2 separate regions of the Lactuca sativa genome follow, and region 2 is linked to region 1. The links are chromatin contacts, called in public Hi-C maps. All regions are on one chromosome and are shown on one strand. Each heading gives the region's core, a stretch centred on a gene start, on an enhancer-like site or on the middle of the called end of the contact. The rest is flanking DNA. Distances are from core to core; before and after follow the strand shown. Region 1 holds the start of LOC111898387. Region 2 holds the start of LOC111898386 (G-type lectin S-receptor-like serine/threonine-protein kinase SD2-5).

Evidence for each region. A called contact is a pair of places that touch in the nucleus more often than the background predicts.
Region 2: a Hi-C map of leaf shows a contact between it and region 1, with 6 times the contacts expected there. The contact joins the promoter of LOC111898386 here to the promoter of LOC111898387 in region 1. A contact is called at or near these places in 2 of 4 Hi-C or Micro-C datasets (both in leaf).

What each region holds. Positions count from the first base shown.
Region 1 is chr5:70,677,331-70,685,282 of Lsat_Salinas_v11, reverse strand. It overlaps LOC111898387, which reads right to left and starts at 4,891. Exons shown (of 4, transcript XM_023894308.3): 1 at 4,350-4,891; 2 at 4,139-4,253; 3 at 3,860-3,974; 4 at 2,228-3,010. The coding sequence starts at 4,450. The coding sequence ends at 2,337.
Region 2 is chr5:71,042,460-71,050,411 of Lsat_Salinas_v11, reverse strand. It overlaps LOC111898386 (G-type lectin S-receptor-like serine/threonine-protein kinase SD2-5), which reads right to left and starts at 3,717. Exons shown (of 2, transcript XM_023894307.3): 1 at 3,430-3,717; 2 at 104-3,332. The coding sequence starts at 2,628. The coding sequence ends at 214.

The sequences.
Region 1 (7,952 bases), core at 3,642-6,141:
ATCACGCTCTTCGGGATTCTCGGGGCTTCGGATCTTGCTTCGGGACTCGGGAATGATACCGGGGCTTCGGGGTACTTCTGGCACGCAAATCGATGCAAAACGGGGGAGAGAAGAGAGAAAAATAGCAAAGGAGTCGGCTGCCTTCGGATCCTATTTATAGAGGCTGGAACCTCGGAGTACGCGGGGCGTACTGGTCCGAAATCGTCATTGCGTTCGTCATCCGAAGAACTCGAGTGCGAAGGTCGTCATGCTTCGATGTACGCGGGGAGTACAACAGTACGCTGGGCGTACTTCGGATATGCCCGGAGACTCCCCCTTCGGATAATACCGAGTTTTATAATTAAATTTAAATATTAATTATTTAATAAACTTCGGAAATTCATATCTTCTTCATACAAACTCCGTTTTCGACGTTCTTTATATCCACGCGTAGGTGAGACTACGCTCTACAACTTTCGTTTAGACTTCGTCGGCTAATTTTGACTTTATTTTTATTATTTATTTTTAGTAGGCCCGGACAGGAAAACTTCGTTATAAAATCATAACTTCTTCGTTTGACGTCCGTTCTCGCCTAACTTTTCATCACTTCGATACCAACAACGAGATCTTCGATTCTTGTTTAGATTGTTTTGGCTAAAAACCGCTCGATCTCAAATCGAGTATTTCAGGCTGCATACCGCTAAGCCGAAAATTCGATAAATCATAACTTCTTCATACGAAGTCAGATTTGGGCGTTCTTTATACGTACGGAATCCTTGTAACATATACTACAACTTAGTTAAGATTATTCATTCTAAATAATCTTCTATCAAAAAGTCATTTTTGACGCTTATCGTCTCTAAATTGACTAGCTCTGATCTACGGTCGTTTTATATATATATATATATATATATATATATATATATATATATATATATATATATATATATATATATATATATATGGTTTTTAAATCCCTACAAAAAGAGTATATATTTATAAAAAATGAAGAAAATGAAAGGTGACAATTTCTTGGGTTATGAAGAATGAAAAGAGAGTGGGGGGAAAACTTACGTGACACAGAAAAAATGAAATGTAAAAAGTATATACATCCTCGGGTCCAAACATGACGTTAGCCTAAAGAGGAACACCACCCCCACCATGCGGTCTCAACTACGGTTTGGCCGCATACGGTGAGAAACAACATCTCTCTCTCTCTCTCTCTCTCTCTCTCTCTCTCTCTCTCTCTCTCTCTCTCTCTCGATACTCTCTCGATACACCATACCTAATGTGTGGCAAAGACCACACAAAAGTGTTGTAAAATTGACATAGAGCCCATGTGAGGTCTACGTGGCATAGATGAGAATACGATTCTTATGACATCCTTCTTTCGAGCCTTAAGTAGAATCCTAAATAGTCATTCTAGCAAATGTTTATGGATTTCACAAGCCCAAAACCCAAATATAACTCATGTGTCGTCGTTTGCATGTCACTCTTCGACTTTCACCAATTAGGATCTAACTTCGACAAAAATAGTCTGAAAAAAACTCGGTCCGGTTCCAAGTACCTAGGTCGAGAACTTAAACTAGACCGGATTTTTTAGACCGTCTTTGAGAAAGCTAGACTTAGAATATTTTTTTGGACCACTTAGAGTTAAAGAATGGGTTTGACCCTATATTCACTTCAACTCACACTACTGAAAAAAAAGGAAATGCTCAACAATTAACACATACGCTATTTTAAACTCCAAAGATCATAAGTATCCCCCCACTTTGAAGATGGGCTAACCCAAACCGTACAACTTTCAATGCACAAGGTACAAACCACTTCTTGGGTGGTGTATGGGAAGTGTAGACCCACCAAACTTACACAATTTCAGAATCAAAAGGAGAGATTGGTCAAGCATTAGCCACCACCCAGAACCCCCACCCCCCACCCACACCCCTATCCACCCCTTTAATCATTCCTTTCCTTTTCCCCAGATAAAGTCAAAAATGGTGTTAAAATGATAAAATCCATCTCCATCTCTCTGAAAATTTCAGTGTAACGCGACAGTTTATGTACCCCACTCATCAAACAAGTAAACATATCCAAAAACAACCCATCCCCCACTTCATCGTTAAAGCCAATCACCCCATGCCCCACCAATCTCTAATCTGTTCAGTGTTTAGTCTCATTCGCGTATACACAAATGTTTGTTTGAATCTTTTCATGATTCCGAATATCAAAAACCGATCGACAAATAACATCTCATCAATCAAGAAACTAGATTGCTAGTCGGATTACAAGTAGAGGGTTGTTTCTCTTTTTTAAATGTACAACTAAAGCTAATAATATTTTTAATAACTACTTGCAAACTACAATCCGCCATTAGAGTTAGCTGAAGAAACCTTCGATTGCCAACAAAACTGTAAATTCTCATAAAGATTACCAACCACTGCCTTCCGTTTCCTCATTCTTCCATCCAAATCCACTTTTTCACCTTCAAAACTCCATTGATTTGACTTTTCAAACTCACCCACTTCAAGATTTCGACTCTGTTGACTGGTTTTCATGTTCGAAGGACCTAACCTTAGTGACAAATCACATTCATGTCCATCATCGTGTTCTTCACTAAAACAAGGTTTTTGAAACAACCCTAATTTTCGATTCTCTTTAATCTCAGAATAATTCATCTTTGGATCCATAGGTTCGTTCCCATTTCCGTAAAAAAGAGGGTATACAGATGGAGATTTTGTATTTGGTTGCGATTGAAAAGGGAATTTGTTTCTGATCGATGTTTCATTTGGGGGAATTGGGATTTGGGGTTTTAGATTGAAAGGTGGCACGTTAATGACACGTGGATTCATGATTTGGGGATAATGAGGAGCGAATTGTGTGATTTTTATAGGATTTTCTTGGGGGCATTTGTGTAAATTGTTTGAAGGGCAGAAATTAGAGTCGGGATTCTTGATGTTAAGGTAATAAGTTGAAGTATTGTTCCTTTGGCTTCTTGATGTCCTCATTGGTGTGCATCCAAGATTAAGAGCCGCTATTAAGATATTAAAACAATAAAATTAACAAAAAAAAAAAAAGAGATAACCATTTATGGAATATTTGCTTTTATATAAATTAGAGTCATCAAGATTTCAATAAACCAATTGATTGTTGTGATTTGAATTCGTAATAATCGATTCTCATTGATTGTACAAATTAGGATTAGGAGTTTCGAATTATTTAGAATAAAGTAAATCATATTTGAATAATTTAAACTAATTTCAATCCCACATATGTCGGGGTAGAAGCCCTTGATGTAAGTAGATGTAAAAAGAGAAGAATTAAGGTAAAATATAAAATTATCTAACTATCACAACAAATAGTAACTAAATATGCAACTTTAAAAGTGGCAATAATCATTCTAAAAATGCATTTCTCATCGGATGAGATTTTTGTTTTTGTCACATCAGATTCGCACTAAATTTATATTTATATATAAATACAAGTCTTTTTGGAAAAAGCTCCACCAATAGAACAAAGTTTTTTCAAAAGCTTGTTGTATTTATGATTATTTTTTTAACCACATAACTATCTTGTTATGTAAAAAGCTTTTTATTTTAATAATACATAAAACTTTAAAAGAGACAATTTTAGATAATATTAAGTATTGCAAGGAGTCCCATTGGGGATGCTCAAATTTTGCAAAAGAAAGTTCATTTTCTTTGACTCACAACGTCAAAAGTTTTTTTTTCTAAGATTCTGTTGAAACCAAAGTGACAAATTTACAAAACTACGAGATGCCCATTTGAATCTATGACAATAAGTATGTGAATTTACAAATTTTAAATGGTTTAATGAAAATAAAATAGTAAAAAAAGAGGAAAAGTGATGAATTTGAGGTTACCTTCAATACAAGGTTGCAAGAAATCCCCAGTTTCAGTACTTTCATCCAACCGAATTATTGTGTTAATGGCATCATTAGCTCTTTCCCAAAGGGTTTCAAGATTCATATACTCTGCCTATTCAAGACATAAACGAAGATTAGAATTCACAAAAGTTAAAAATTAGATTCTGTCTATTTCAAAGTAAAAGTGCCCTAAATTCCCTTTTTCGCACAAACCAAAATCGAAATCAAACCTTAAAAAAGAAAGTCTTTTCACTTGAAATGTGTGATTGGAATTACCTCGGAATTTGCTTTTGAGTACATGATTTCTTCGGCTTTTAGAACAACAATCGGTAGCTTATCTTGCCATTCTTTGTTCTTCCTTGTCGCTGAGCTATGGATCTCAGTCACAATCCTAATCAAACACTTGGTGTGCATAAGATTACAACAACAAAACCAGATTCATCATTCATAAACAAGTTCAATAAACAGAAAGAAAAAGAAAAAAAACCTAAAGATTTCTTGAATGAGAGAACCCCTCATGGGTTGATGTCTATCACTATGCCAAGCTCTTCGAACACACTCGTAAGGCCTCGGTCCTGGTCTCGGCATCTTCAAATCTCACGAATTTTTCACTCTATGAAGAACACCGCATGAACAAAACCTGGTTTCTTGACTTGATTTTGACGAAAAGACAACAATCGAAAGGTTGAAACTTAATAAGAAACAAAACCCATAAATAGTTATCGATCTTTTCACATGGGTAATCTTTGATTTTGGAGATCGATGAAAGTAAGTAAGCAATGTGGGTACTGAAATTCAAAAACAGTGTGGAGAGAGAGATAGAGAAAGAGAAAGAGAGAGAGAGAGAGAGATAAAGAAGAAAGAAGAGGGGTTTTGGTTTTCTTTCTTTCTTTGTATCTTTTTTTGTGTCACTTTCTTTTACTTTGATTCACTCAATAATTTGAGGGTTTTATTTTTCTCCATTGAAGTAAGTTTTTAGGGTTAGGGTGTGTCCCCCACTCATCCACATGCCTGCTTCCCCATCTCTCAAGGGTCCATGTCCTTCTGTCTCTACAGTTTACACACAGTAATATAAAGAAGATGAGTGATGAAGAGTAACCCTTTTTTATTATCCACAATATTGTCACTGTCGGTGGCTTTAAAGCAAACCCCAGCCTCATAAGTATCAACACTACAACTTTTTCTTTTTATTACATGGAATATTCTCTCAAAATCAGAAACAATTACTAATCAAAATTTGAATATTGTTTTATGCTATTTATGTTCTTGTTTGATACGATTTAAGATAGTGTTTACTTGATTAGAAGATAAACGAACAATTAATAGGGAAAAGGAAGACAAAAATGGTATTAGAGGATAAACAAATAACAAGTGAAACTTTCGGTATTTTTAGTGGGGTGTTTCTTTTGAAAAGTTTACATTTTTGAATGACCAGTCAAATAACCCAATAAAAAAAATAACGCACATTTCTTTTGTTAAAAGAAGAATTAAGTGGATAAAATTATGAGCTTGGCATCGGTTACAAGTTATTCAATAGAGAGAAAACAATATAGGGGATATTCATAAAAATTGGTGTCTAAAATGGTGTTTTATTTTGAAATATATATTTTTAATAAGATAATTAAGTAAATATGGAACGGTGACACGTATTATAATGAAAATGGATAGAAATATTTATAGGCATAAAAGATAGGAGACAATTTAATTTATCATCAATTTTATAGCAAAAGACAACAAAAATGATTTAAAATATAACATTTTAGACAAAGGTACGTCTGCAACTAATATTTCGTATATTTTGAGCGGTACTAAAATTTTAGACAGTAACGGATCTATAAAATAAAATTAGGTTATGATGGGTTGACGGGTCTAGAATTTCTTTATTCCTGCTTATAAAAACTAGCACTATGGCAACGGCAAAAAAACATATCTACGTTTTAACAAATAAGAATGAAGAAATTGATTTTTCAATGTAGTAAGCATAAAATAAAAAATACCCTCTTCCTAGAAAAGTAAGAATTCAAAAAATAACCATATGAAATTGATTAACATATAAATTAGCAACATCATTCAGATATAATACAACCAAAGAATCATGATATAGGAGTTGTTTTGCGACGATATGCGATGTACTTCAACATCTTAGCATATCATCTAAAAGAACAAGTTCTTCTTATCTTTCCAAAAACAGAACCAAAGAATCATGATATAAAATTAGAAAAGAACTTAAATAAGGGATGATATTAATCACTCTTTCTTTTGTGTGTGAGCAATTACTTATCTTTCTTCCGATACCAACTATATATGCATAAAAACCCTAAAGTAATATATATATATATATATATATATATATATATATATATATATATATATATATATATATAGGTTAAGAATCATACAAAACAGTGAGAGGCAGGTCCAGGTTACGTATCTGTTGACTGAGGGCCAACTTGAGGTAAAGCCACAAAGTCGACCCACTACCGTCAAGATGCGTCTGGTGACCTGCTCTGGTGGACCTAGTAGTTGATTGGTGGTGGCACATGGCCATAAGAGAGTTTAACATAGTAAACGAGTCGGCTATAGTCTAAGAGGCGGAGGAGAGTGTGAGAGTAGAGACTATATGTAACGTCCAAAAATTTATAAGTAAAAATTTCATTTTTAAGTCAATCAAAATCCTCAAATATCCATATCAACCCAACAAAAGTATTTCAATGTGAAAATGGTTATCAGAGTACAATCTCAAAAATCATAAAAATGTTAAACACAAATGGATGTGTTGCGATCAGGCCATGCCCTTCTCTTTGATCCAGAAGTACCTGAAACATAAACTTAAACTGTAAGCACAAAGCTTAGTGAGTTTCCCCAAAATACCAAACAACAAATACATAAATATAACATATTGTGGCTGTGTCGGGTCCGTATCAATCCCCAGGTTCGTATCAACCCTATATAACAACAAGTAGCTATGTAAGATTTGTATCAACCCTAAGGTATATATAGACCCCAAGTCCATAATGACTCCAAGCCCAGATTGGCTCCATGCATAATTCATACAATCATATCAGTAATAACCACATGAACACATATATCCTACATATATAAATCAGTGGGTCGGCATTGGTGTCTTCGACCCACTAGTATGGTGAGAAGATTCACCTCAACTGAAGATATCTGAAACATACACTCGAGTTGCTGCTACTACGGCTCCCCACACTAATCATAACCCAAAATCAATTCTAATTAATAATCGGGATTTTAACCCCATAAACGACAGTTCAATTCATCCTTTAACTTAATAAGGGTAAAAGACCATTTTGCCCTTCCCGTACATCTCCCAACTAGATAAGGCCCAAAACCTATAGTGGCTCAAGGCCCAAAGATGGCCCAAAAGGTTTTCTGAGAATACGCCCGTCATACCCATTACTACGTTCATCATACAGTCGATCTCGAAAGGGTTACGAGGTTACAACCCATTACACTTAACATACTCAGGAGTACGCCCCGCGTAATCCCCGAAAGTCCAAACTCTCTTTTAATTTCCTAATGCTTTAAGAATTAACATCCAAGCTTCAGATCTAACCCTAATAAACGTCTAAAATCTTAAAGTTGCAAACTTTATGCCCTTTCATGGCTACAAGGAGCCCAAAACTGAAACCCTAACTCATATAACCATTTAAAACTCCATAGCTCTTGCGTGGATGAATACCAAGAACCAAGTTTACATTTTTATGACATTAAACACTCTAAAAATGCTTGAAATGACCTTTCAAATGGTCTGGAGTAAACAACACTCAAGAGACGAAGATTTTTAGTACAAAAAGGTCATAACTTGCAACCTAACAAGATATAGCAATGCAAGCATCAAGATTTGAAAATTATACCTCCTGAAGATGCACAAGGATGAGAAGAATCTGGATCCAAAAGCTTGAGAGCAACACTATGTGACATCCCCATTTTCACGACCAGAAAAGACCGCTTTGTTTATGCTTTATTTTGAACATCAGAGTAACCTTTTAAAGAAAAGAGTTGCAGAATTTTTTCTCAGAAAAACATGATAAATACGTTATCAAAGCATTGTAACATCCCGGAA
Region 2 (7,952 bases), core at 2,468-4,967, 370 kb before region 1:
AAACGTAGATGTAAATTGCCAAAAGGTGTAGCAATCAACTGAAGATTCGAACAATGTCAAATGATCGTTATATATAGTTCGACTAACGATTTCTTAACAACAATTAGAAAATTAGAACTAATTTATTCCAACATATATAGCATATTCTACTCATAGTACAAAAATTCACATACACGGATACACATTATGATATACAATCTATATACACATATACTATCTCGGACCCGAGAGTCTAACAGCAGATAAATAAGCCTCACTATTACAATCCGAAGGCCCGGATGAAGTCCCTTCTTCACTAATAGACTTAAAAATACCCGAATAGAACCGCGAACATGTTTGAGAAGCCATAGGTGGTGTAGGCACCACACACAAACCCTCAAGCATTTGAACCACTTTGGTCATAGGAGGTCTTAAATTCATATCATCTTGTATACACCATAAAGCCACTTGTATCGCGATCTTAACGCGTTCATCTTTTTCATCAACTTTCATATCTTGGTCGAAAATTTCTTGGATTTTTCCCTCTTCCATCATTTTAAACGCGTAAGATGGGAAATGGGATTTCTCTGAAATCACTGAGGAATCGTAGTTTTTACGTCCCCCGATGATTTCAAGAAGCACCATTCCAAAACTGTAAACATCACTTTTTTCAGATATCGCGTAGTTCGTGATCCATTCGGGTGCTAAGTATCCGCGGGTCCCTCTCAGGGTTGTGAATACGTGACTTTGTTCGCGCGTCATTAGCTTCGCTAACCCGAAATCCGATACTTTCGCGCGGAAATTCGCGTCGAGTAAAACATTCTCCGGTTTTATATCGCAGTGCACGATTTTAACATCGCAGTCTTCATGGAGATACGCGAGCCCTTTCGCGGTCCCCACTGCGATGTTGTATCGCGTATCCCAATCTAATAAAAATTCGGTTTTTTTCTTTTTGAAGATCCATCTGTCTAGTGAACCGTTACCCATGTACTCGTATACCAAGAGACGGTGTGCACCTTCCGCGCAAAACCCTTTGAGCCGAACCAAATGGTGGTGGTGGATCCCACCGATGATGCTGACCTCTGCCCGAAACTCCTTCTTTCCCTGCCCGATTCCTTCTAATTGCTTGACCGCTATCTTTGTTCCATCTTTTATCACGCCCTCGTAAACCGACCCAAACCCACCCTGCCCGAGTTTTATACTGAAGTTATCGGTTGCTTGTTGAAGGTATGTGTAACTAAAGCGCACAGGCATCCCGGATATACTTTCAAAGAAATTATCTTCTTCCGATGATTCATTACCTTTTTCGATTGGAATATTATTTCGCTTTTTGTTCCAATAAATCCATATGAACACAAGTGTTAGAATGACAAAAATTGTCGCAATGACAATCGCGATCACAACAACAATCGATTGTTTCTTCTTTTTCCCGTTTAAATTTCGCGAAATTTTAACGTAAGATTCGAAAGATTCGCCGTTTTTCGCGTCTTCAAAGCTTCCGATCTGATCGAAAAGATAACAATTTCCTGATTTGTTATCGAAGAACATAGCCAAACAAGAACAGTTACCTAAACACGATGATTTACACCCATCTAAATTTGTTTTTGAAGAAGGTGACGTGTACCCAAGTGCTGAATAGCTCAGATTATCGCCTGCGTTGATGAGAGTCGCTTCATCTTTCTTCGCGCACGATAGACTAGATGGTTTGCAGCTGATTTCGTTGAGGCCAGATGGGCATTGACACGTCTTGCCAGCGTGGCAAACGAGGTAAGAGGAACAAGATTGTGGTGTGCTACACATGTCATCAGGGATATTATGGTTTGCTGTTATTTTTCCTGGGAGATTATAGAAGCTAATGAAGCCGTTATCTTCTAGAACAGCGGCCCAAGTGGCGTTGGAATCATCACCATCTGCAAACACGAATTGCCATAACAAAACTTTGTTTTCATCGAAAAACCTCCATGAATTGCCATTAATAACGGCGGATTCGAGGTTTCCACCGTCTTTGTTGATGATTCTCCTTTTGTCTTTACTCATAGCCCAATACGATTGAGGGTTTCGGAACCCGGATGATAGAAACATGTCTCCGTTTTTGATTTCTAAAGAAAATGTCAAATTGTTTTTCGGATTGCTTACAAGTTTCGATCCTGAATTGAAATCTTGATTTGGCATAAGGGTGTTTGTGGGGTTGCTAAAACTTTGCCAAACGAAAACGCCGTCGTTACGTACCAGCACCAAGTTACCGGAATCAAGCAATTTCATGGCGGCGACACCTTTCCCGGTGGTGTTTGTTGACCAGATGACTTTTCCGTTGGTTTGAATGTAAGCATTTCCGTCGTCGCCAAACACAAAGTTATCGGAATTACCAACGGGAGCCCTTCTATTTGCCGACCAAATGACTTTTGAAGTTGTAATGTGAATGATTCCAATGGTGAAGGAAGTGATATCGGCGTTCGGATTGAAACCAAATCCGAAATTAGAGCTGTTTGATAGTAGGAATAAGCCACTGTTGTCTATGAATTGCATTTGAGATCCTTTGAACCCAGGGTTCACTTTGCCAATATATCGAACACTTGATACGCATGTTTGAGGTAAGAAGAGGAAGACCCAACAGATAACGTTGAGAAAGAAGAACAACCAAGCTCTCATTTTTTTTCTTCTTCGAGTTTTTCAAATTCTCAATGGCTTAAAAAAAAGAACAAAGGAAAATCGGGATCTACCAGTTGACTAACTTGCACCAGGTGCAGAAGTGGAAAGAGAATGGAAATTGGGCATCGTGATGAAACACAGACATCGATAAAGCATTAAACAAACGCAAATTGAGGGGTATAAATGTATAATACCAAAATTAAACACGGGGATTGAGAAATCCAGCTAAAAACAAGAACAGGAGGTTTTCATTTTTGGTAGAAACGTCAAATTAACAGCAAATTCAAGGGAAAACGAAAACCCCACCATGAGATGCAGTTAATGAACTATAAACATAAATTGGTGCTCATCAAATTTGGCTAAGAAAAGTCAAAACTACACGTAATTGAGGAAAACCCGACAAAATTGAAGACTAGAGATCGATAAAAGCTGCCATGAACAATAATGGGTCCTCTCCATTTTGGGCAAAAAACGTCAAAATTGGACAAGAAAAGCAAATTTTCTCACCTACGAAACTTTATGAATTGTCTCTATTTTGGATAGAAATACGAAATACAAATTACTTTTCTTCCAGCACATGCCAGCAAGAGAGAGAGAGAGAGAGAGAGAGAGAGAGAGAGAGAGAGAGAGAGAGAGAGAGAGAGAGAGAGAGAGAGAGAGAGAGAGAGAGAGAGAGAGAGAGAGAGTCTGCGTACGTCAATTTCCTGAAATTAGAAAAGAGATGAGACGAATTTGTTATTGCTGAGGTCAAAGAAATAGGAAGATCTGAGGTGGGGTTTAGAAATTCGAGCCTATACTTACACAGATACAGATACATGTATGTGTATGTATATGAATTATGTATGGATGACAGTAGATCACGAGAGGTGAACATAGTGGGTTTAAAATATGAAAGATTGATGAAAGCGTGAAGATGTCGATACAATTAATGTGAAATGGGAATTGAATTAGGGTTGATGGGTGGTAGATGAGATGAAATTGAATGATGGGGGGTCAAAGGTCTGCCCAACAAACTTGTTCGCTACTACTCGCCACTTCATCCCCTTCAAAAGAAATACACTTTCTCCTTTCTCCCCCCACACACCATGTGTCATGTGTCTTGCTATTGAGACTTGAGAGGAAGATGCATGTATTATATTTTCATTTTTTAAATATCTTTAGTTAGGATTAAATATAAATATAAATATAACAAGGTTTATAAATTATTAACTAGTTTACTGAAATTGTATATATATGGTTTGATTAAATCCAAAAATAACAAGGTTTATAAATAATTGACTAATTTACTGGAATGGTATATATGGTTAGATAAAAAAATGGTTTTGTTTTTATATATTTTTTATGTAGATCATATGTATGGTATTTTGTATTATAACTTCTCTTCTTGTACATAAAAACATTATATTGTCTTTAAATATATTTATTTGTGCAATAGATTGTTTATTAATTTAAACATTTAATCCCCACCGTTACTATTCCTCAAATCCTACCCCACTTCATATCCTTTTTTTGTTGTTTCCCTTGAAAACACACCTATAGTCTTTTCTCCTTAATGGTTTTTCGTCTACAATATCCATTTCTTAGCTCTTGTAAACACATCACCTACACATACACCTATACGATTGATGAGTTTTAATACAAAATATAAGTATGTTTTTTTTTTTTATAAAAACTGGTCAAATGAAGCGTTCAAAATAACAAGTTTATTTTTGAGTTTATAATAAAACCAAACCATCTAGGATCAATTTGTAGATGTTAGAATGATATTAAAACAACCATAGAGTGTTTTAGAATGACAACCTTTGGAGCCTTCGAACCCACTTAGTTTTAGGGTGTTGATGATGATAGACAAATCAGAGTATGATTTTCTCTACAAGTATCCACCATCAAGATTAAGACAATTGAAATGTTAGTTCCTTCTTGTATAAAATATTTTTTTATACCTTTAAGTGTTTAACTCAAATAAGCACTAAAGGAGAAGTACATTAGAGCATTATTTCTTCAACATATTTCAAAAGACAAGAAGAAGAGGGAGGGTGAGAGTGGTTTCGGCCACAATGAAAAAGAGAGGAAAAGTAGTGAAAAAGCTAGCCAAAACTTCATGAAAAAACCTTCATTTTATACTCTCATGCAAGACATACATTTAGATTATAATAAGATAAAGTACTGATAGACTTTTAGGAGCATGAGATATATAAGAAGAAAGTTGACAAATAACATCTTCTTTTATAAAAATGATTTTGGCCATGCCTAAGAAGAAGACAAAAATTGTCTAGCTAGTTTATTAACCATGGTATGTTAACATGTTGACTTGATCATGGTTAACCAAAGTGTGCAAAGCTTTGTACATGACTTGTTGAGAGAAAAACTTTGAGACACACTTGAACAAAAGTTAGAACAAGTATATTGTGGAATAGTTAATCTTAGAGGATCTATGAGCTCAACAATAATATTTAAGTTAGATTGTTAGATGGTTATATAGTTAGTTGCGGAATATAAAGAAAGGAAAATGACAACAATTGTTATATCAAGTATACACATAAGTTGATTCATAACAAGGAATACATTCAAGCCAAGTTAGTGAGTGAGATCAAACTTAGTGATTAAGTCACAAAGACTTGCTCCGAAGAGAGATTGTAATCTGTTATGAAAGAGTAAGTATGAGCGAGTAAGAAATAGATAGAAAGGATAAATCCAGAAAGTTGTATTAGAAAGTGATAGATACGTATTTGATACAAAGAGTATGAGCTCTATTTATAGAGACTCATGAAATACAGCAGAAACGTTCTATATGAGTAGCCATGCAAGGCCTACTGGACAATAGAGAGAATTTAAATAAGACAAAATAAACTGAGTAATAAAGAGTGAATGCGGTTTCTTCTGACGTTGGCTGCGGACGCTTGTAAGAGAGACTTGGCTGCGGATGCGGTGCTGACTGCAGTAGCAAGAATGTTCAAGAGGGTCACTTTAATGATTCAAAAATTTCCCCCTAAGTGACCTCTTTAACTTCTGATCATTTATCAAAATGAAGATACTAGATCAAAATCCACCAGAACTTCCTGACATTCTCCAACCAGGTGATCCTTCTTAAGATCTCAAACTTGACCTCTGCGGTAGTGAATTTGGATTTTTCTACTGCAATTCGGTAGATGTCAAGTTGCTTCCTGGTGAGCCGATGCATGGCAATCATAGGAATAAAATATTTGACGTTGTCGGTATTCCTTTTAAAAATGATGCCAAGTTCAGGAAAGTTGGTTGCACCTAGAGATCTGTCTGCAAAGCCTTCGGTAGGCATCAGTGCGGGGTCGAGGGGTGGTAGATCAACCTTCTTGGAAATGATGGGATGGATGTCCGCATCAATCTTGGCAAAATCGCAAATAGTTTCCATCAAGAAGTTGTTGGCCCTGTCAAGTGCAGTATTCATCTTTGGGTGTTTCTCAGCCTTATTCTGAAATACCTTGGCAATGAGAAAACTTCCTCCGAATTCATGTTGGGGAAGTCCGCTTGGGAGCGAACATAGTCATGTCCCCTTCGGGTGAGGGTGTCTGGAAAAATTCTGCCTTCATGAACTTCCGAACCTTGTAATTTACGACTGCGGATGGTCTTTCATTGGACCATATGTGCTCTATAGGAGAGGCATACTTAGTATAGAATTGACTAAGTCTCTCAAACTACATAGGCGGTCTTTTAGCATCGGGAAGGCTTCGGTCGAACTGCTCAAATACAGTGAAGTATCTGGCATTGGGCGAGATTGGAACATCCCAGTATCCATCAGGAGGCGGTTCTGCATATGTGAGGTGGGGAACGTAATCTTCATCTTGCAGCCTTCTGTGGGGATTGACCCAAGAGTTGATTAGGGATTCGTCCATGACAGTGTCGAAACCACTTAATCTCTAGATTTCTTCAGCAAGTTTGGCTGACTTCCAGTCTTTTTTCTTTTGGATGGTGGCAGGAGAATCGGTTGAGCTTGGAGATGACATATGTTCCGCAAGGAGTTTAAAATGTGGGGGAATCTCTAGTTTTTTCTGGGGTGATTTCAATATGAGGTGGAGATTGGTGAGGTGGAGTGTGATGGGATGGTTGCGGTGTAGGGATTTTTTCAGTGATGATGGGGGGACTTTGATGTGGAGAATGATGGACTTCTTCTTCACTTCAACCTCTTGAGGAATGCGCCCATGGAGCTTCCTCAAGCCAAGACCGAAGGCCATCTACCTTGGAGAAAATTTCTTGAAACTGAGACTTCATGGCATCAGCCAGTTGTTGATTATTGGGGATAGAGGAGTTGAAAAGCAGTTTGTGGATTTCCTTGACGAGATGAAGAATCTCAGGACCATGGAAGTTTGTTGTCAAGGACCGTTGCAGGCGATTGATAGTTGATTGAAGAACAAAGATTGCGGACTCATAGGCCGAGTGAGTCTCATCAATCAATTTTGCTGAATTAGAGGCTTGATCTGAAATGGCTGCCTGAAGAGCTGTCTTGAATGCGGTGACTTCAGTGATGAGACGATCAGCAATAGCAATAAATTCCTTGTGGTCAGCTTGATGATTATTGTCAAGGGACCTGATCCCCATTTCTACTTTCAAAGAAATCCGCTCCACAACCATTCTCTCACGCGCTTCCAGTCACTCAATCCTTTCAATCAGTGACTGCGGTCCAAGAATATCATCTGGTTGCGGTTGAGTTGGCTTGACTGTAGCCAGGATTTGATCGACCTTGGCTTGGAGATTTAAGAATTCTTTTCTGGTCACCACATTCTTCTTCTTCTTCTTCTTCTTCTTCTTTTTAGGTTTTAAGGTAGAGTGGTGAGAACCATTGGATTCTTCACCTTCATCAAACATCATTAAGTCATCATCAGAAGGAGAGGGTTTGTTTACCTCTTGAATGTCATCATCATCAAGACCGAAGGTGGGTGCAGAGTTGATTTCGATTTCGGGTCCTTCGTCTTGTGATGCTTCAACGACTGGAGTAGGAGGAACTTTGGATGTTTGTTGGGCAGCTGCATCTGCCTGATGCTTTTGAAGAGATTCAGCCATTTGATCCATCCAACTTTGAACTTTAAGAATGGTGGCTACGGTATTGGCATTGCTGATAGCATTTGCCTAATACTTAGCCACAACTTGTATTTCTTGTTCTTTCTGTTGCTGCTGCTTGACTTGTTGATCTTTACGGGCTTGGAAGGCCCTTCTGAAAGCTGCATACTTTTTGGCTTCAGCTTCGTTAGATGTTTGATACCGGCTCCAAGAATCATTTGAGTCATCATCATCAATTCCTTGTGTTCGCACCAAGGTGTCCCTTGGGTTCATGGATCCTTGCACAGTATTGC